2 separate regions of the Triticum aestivum genome follow, and region 1 is linked to region 2. The links are chromatin contacts, called in public Hi-C maps. All regions are on one chromosome and are shown on one strand. The core of a region is the stretch at or near the end of the contact, and the rest is flanking DNA. Distances in the headings are between cores, read along the strand shown.

Evidence for each region. Hi-C and Micro-C count contacts between places; a contact is called where the count stands out from the background.
Region 1: a contact with region 2 is called in a Hi-C map of leaf, with 8 times the contacts expected there. The contact joins the promoter of LOC123044380 here to the promoter of LOC123044375 in region 2. A contact is called at or near these places in 3 of 5 Hi-C or Micro-C datasets (all in leaf).

The regions. Positions count from the first base shown.
Region 1 is chr2B:206,856,483-206,859,182 of IWGSC CS RefSeq v2.1, reverse strand. It overlaps LOC123044380 (GDSL esterase/lipase ACHE), which reads left to right and starts at 1,299. Exons shown (of 5, transcript XM_044467108.1): 1 at 1,299-1,777. The coding sequence starts at 1,510.
Region 2 is chr2B:206,641,385-206,644,084 of IWGSC CS RefSeq v2.1, reverse strand. It overlaps LOC123044375 (eukaryotic peptide chain release factor subunit 1-3), which reads left to right and starts at 1,443. Exons shown (of 3, transcript XM_044467106.1): 1 at 1,443-1,552.

The DNA.
Region 1 (2,700 bases), core at 50-2,549, 220 kb before region 2:
TAAATGATTCATGTCTACAAAATTCATTTGTGTTTTTTAAATGTTCGTAATTCCAAAAAAAATTCACATTTTTGCAAAAGAGTTTGGAGATTTAAAAATTACTATTTTATTTTAGGAATATTCTTATTTCAAAGTTATTGACAATTTTCAGTAAAACGCTTCGAAAAATTACAAAAAGCTTTTCAAATCTCGGCTCTGCCACGTCTCTAAATATTTCACCCTTCTCTTTTGACACAAGCAGCTATTAGGTAGAATGGCTGTCAGGATGAGTTTACTAGTGCCAGGTCGTGAGTTCGATTCTTGGTACCTTTTATTTTTTGATATTATTATTACATCACACGTTACAACAAAAACGTTAGAAAAAAGACTTTGCGCCTGGGCCGGATATTATTACATCGCACGTTACGAGAAAAACGTTAGAATTTTTCTTTTGCGCCTGGTGGGCCGGCCCAGTCGCGTCCAGCCGCAGCTGAAGATCCTGGGTTCAACCTGCTGTCTCTGTTTGGGAATACACTCAAGGTTCAAAATAAATCGGGATTAAAGAGTTCAGTGTGCTGATTTCAAGGATTAGAAGTTTAGGACTCGATTTACCTTGGCTCTACAAATTCAAGGTTTATTTTGATTTTTTCCCAAAGGGAAAAGAGCAGCCTAGCCCATATGTAAGGGCATGTACAATGGTTTTATCTTCAGAGTGTCACGTAGGATAAATGATGAGGTGGAGGAGAGAGAAATCATAAGAGAAGCCTTGTCTTCTCTTATTTAAGAGAAGACAAGAGATGATCTCTTAGCACAATTTGTCTCACCATGTTTTTAGGAACAACTAATTATTGAAAATAAAGCTAAGAGATGATCCATTGTATACATGTTTTTTGTCATATCTAATTTACATGCAAAATTTAAGATAAGACTACCTTATCAATCATTGTACATGCCCTAAAGCGTAGCGTAAGTGCGTGACAAGCGCCACTTGTCGGACTACACAAGAAAAGATAACCATGTCCCGAACCACAGCAAACGAGGCCACAAACCAACAGCAAACGAACACCCCTCGCATCCCGCGCCAGACCGCGAGGACAGACTAGCGCGCCCGTGAGCCGTGTGCACCATCAGCCCGTGTCTGCACCTGCACGCAACGAAACGTTTTAATCTTTTTTTCCTCAAAAAGGGACTTCTTTTTTTTTGCGAATTTTGCGTAACGTAACAGTCCAACAGAACACCGCCCGCGCGCACGCCACGGACGCAGCGCTCCAAAGGCAGGGAGGGCATCGGCGCCGTCATCTCCCCTCACCAGTCACCCCCACCACGCCACGCCCCCTATCGCTATCGGCCGCGGCACCGCGCCCGAAATCCTGCGCCCCGCATTTGGGCCATCTCCATCCGCCGATCCACCCATCCATCCGCGCCCGACCCCATCAAAACCCCCACCACCCCGTCCTCCCCGCCCGCGCGCACTCGTCCTTCACCCTCATCCCGCCTCCTCAGTGCGGCCACACTCACCTGACCCACGGAATGGCGTCCGGTGGCTCTGGCTGCACCGCCACGGCCGGAGCCGCGGCGCTGCTGTCTCTGGTGTTCTTGTGGCTGCTGCAGGCCTCAGCGGGCGCGGGCGCGGGCGCCGACTGCCACTTCCCGGCCGTGTTCAACTTCGGCGACTCCAACTCGGACACGGGCGGGCTGTCGGCTGCCTTCGGCGCCGCGCCGCCGCCCAACGGCAGGACCTTCTTCGGCATGCCCGCCGGCCGCTACTGCGACGGCCGCCTCGTCATCGACTTCATCGGTACGTACGTCTTCGCCTCAAACTCTCAGTACTGTCAGGAGCTCTTCAAAGTCGCTGTACTGTGGATCTTTTTTCCTTCTTATTACTTTTCACCCGTTCGATCTACCCTTCGGTTCTTCTGCACGGCTGCACGTGGGGCCCACGGGTTGATAAGGCCGAAACCCACCGCCTTCACTTGCAGGAGCCAATAAATGTAGTCTTAATTCGTTCCATGTGTAGCGGTGCAGCTGCGAAGGCAATAATTTTGAAAGCCAACCTCATACTCTACAGTGTAGTGTGTACTGTAGTTCTGAAGGAGAATAAAAGTTGGCAGACACGCAGTAACCTGTATGAGCACAGTAAAATTAGCTTGTACTCCCTCCGTTCCTAAATAATTCTCTTTCTAGAGATTTCAACAAGTGACTACATACGGAGCAAAATGAGTGAATCTACACTCTAAAACATGTCTACATACATCCGTATGTTGTAGTCCATTTGAGATGGCTAGAAAGACAATTATTTTGGAACGGAGGGAGTAAAAAGTTAATTAACAACTTCTCTTGGAGCAATAAAATGCTAAGAGCTAGACCTGGAGTACGATGTGGTTTGGTTTACCTCTTGTCACTCCTGTTGTGCTGATATCTGGTCCGTGGACCTGCAAGTACTCCTGGAGTAGTCTAGAGTTAAAAAAGAAGGGATGTCTCCTGAAAGGGCCGGGCAGAGCAAGACTTTTACTATTTCTACCCTACATACCACCTTTTGTTGAAGAAGATCTGAAAGGCCATTTCATTTCGCATCCTGCCTTGAATAAGATGCGGTTGTCCGGCCACAGCCGGGCATCGGTTCATCGCCGGAAAGCGGCGGCCTTGGACTACGCGCCGCCGGAGCACGGCCGAAGCAAGCTGCACTTTGGCCCCGCCGCCGCGCGCGTGCGAGCGCCCGTG
Region 2 (2,700 bases), core at 194-2,693:
CCTAGAAGCAAAGAAGGTCAAGAGACAACAGGGAGTACCCAATAAAGGTGTCGAGTGCAATCCACTCGACCAATGAACCACTCGGGTATCCCTCCTTCCCGAAGTCACACGACCAGTCAACCACTCGATCATACAAGAAACCACTCGACCTACTGAAGACCAGGAGTCACTCAGAACAGCAACGGGCGAGCATTCACTCCGTAATCTTTAAGGTCATTTAAGGCACTTAAGGCTGGCGTTACCAATAACGCCCTAATCTTTATGTACGTTGAACCCTCTGTAAAGGGGGATGGCTGGGGTCCTGGCGAACTCTTTATAAGCCACCCTCCTCCTCTGGCACAAGGGTTCGCACCCCCTGTAACACACACACTCATATAATTCAGTCGACCGCCCCCGGGCACCGAGACGTAGGGCTTTTACCTCCTCCGAGAGGGGCCTGAAGTCGTAAACACTTGCGTACAATCTCGCCGTAGCTAGGACCTTGCCTCCTCATACGTACCCTCTATACTTACTGTCAGACTTAGTACCACGACACTACCCTTTTACACTATTTGTCGCAAATATATGTTGTAGTGGGCCGGCTTGATTAGTCGAGACGCTTCATCGAGAGAACCTTTGTTCTGCAAGATATAGCTGTTGGCGGCAGCATTGTCTCGGAAAAAAAACTACCCGCGTCAGCAAACGGCCGTGCCTTCGCATAGGCGTGATTCAAATAGGCCGACACATCTAGAGGGCGACACACCGCTTCTACGCGAAACTGTAGCGCTCTTTGTACCATTGTAAAGCTGGCACTGTAGCGACCAGTGCATTGTAGTGAATCGGTTTCTTGGTTAGTTTATTTGAACATTTTTTGAAAACATGAATATTTTTGAAAACACTAATAACTTCTAAATTTTCTGAAAATGTGTTTTTTTTAAGTTCTACTCTCTCTCCATTTCAAAATAAGTTCAGTGTATATTAAAACAGTGTTCACCCTATATTAAAAATAATTCACTGTATATTAGATATATGTTTAGTGTGTATTGACAAGTGTTCGTCATATAATTTAAAAAGTCCATCACATATAGAAAATGTTCAATGTGTACTTGAAAAATGTTCACCTTATACAATTTTTGTATATTTTAGAAAATTTTCACCATATATTCGGAAAAAAAACTTACAAAAACTATAGAATAATTAAATGCACAAAAATATTTTTTTAAAAATGAAAGAAAAACCAAAATCTGAAAAATAAAAAATAAAACAGAACAGCTTTTTTTTTTGAGAATATAAAACAGAACAGCTGTTATGCTGGGAAGCACGCGGGATGTCTTAGGCCCATGGTATGAGGGTCCGGCTGACAAGAAACGGGCTTCCCAGGCCCATCCTGCCGCGAGCTGGCTGCGGCGGGCCGATGCCGAGCTCTGTCACCACCTGGTGATATAATAACACAGCGGAAACTTATTATCGCTCAATATTCCTAAGCAGCCGACAGCCAGAGGAGAGGATTCCCCACCCAGCCACCCGCGTGAAGTCGGCACTCCCCTCCCTCCGTCCCAACCCCTTCTCCTAGGTAACGAACCCTAACCCGATCTCGCTATATCTGGTTGCGATTTGGTGCTGAATCCATAGTTCTCGCGGTGCGAAGTGTTTTGGTCCGATTGCGTGTTGTTATCCGTTGATTCCCGGTGGGTTTCGTTGATCGACACTTCTGTAGCTCACGCGGCGATCGTGCAATCTTGCGATTTCGGGATCTGTGCGAGGCGAGCGCGCTGGTCGGATGTTTTTCTGCGATTTTGCGCGGTTGTTCATCCGCGAGTTATTCTGCGCAAGTCGATCGATCCGTGTTCCTGTTTTGAGATTGCGTGCCGTTGCCGAGTGCATGGGTTGATTCGTTTGGATGTACGGAAGAAGAGTTAGGATATTGGGGCAGAGTCCTAAATACATGCGGGCTTAGATGATGAATTTTTGGCATTTCTTCTTTTCGAGCATATGAATTGCGTTTATTTCAATTCCACTTATCCGGTGGGCCTTCCTGTTAGTGGCCACAATGTTTATTAGTGTGCAATTTTGCTAACGAGTAGGAGCTGCTCATCTTGCTTTTGGGTTCATCCAAATTGTTTGTGTTTCTTTTTATATATATGCATGCGAACTTATAATGTTTCAGCTTTCTAGAACTTCATAGTTTGTTGTTGCAATAGCTTGTGTGAGGATTCCCTGGAGTTATCTTGAACTCTACCAGTGGATTGAACTCTACCAGTGGATTTCAGCACATCAAGATCATTGCATACCTTATATGGAATCCACCCGAGTTCTCCGCAATCCACACACATCCCCTTCTTTCGTGCTCACGGAGGATCTGCTCTTATCCTTGTCTCCACACCCTACTGACCCAGCTTCCCACTCCAGGATTCACCTTTGGTTGCACAGTCCCACTGCAAGTTAAATTATTACTCATTATCTGCGGTTTGATTAGGGAGAAACGCAAGGTTTCTCCTTGTTCCAGAGTCCTGCTCCTAATCTCGATATGAAGAGAAAGAGAGTTCTAGAATAAAGATGAAGACAATGACAACTACTAATCGGGTTGTAGCGTTTCAGATGTGCTTATTGAAGATGATTGTGAATTGAACCGAGGTTTTTTGTGCTAAGAATGTCAAGTCATATTGTCTACTTGTGGAATATCATAACTTATGCAGTATTTTAAAGGAATATATTCTATGG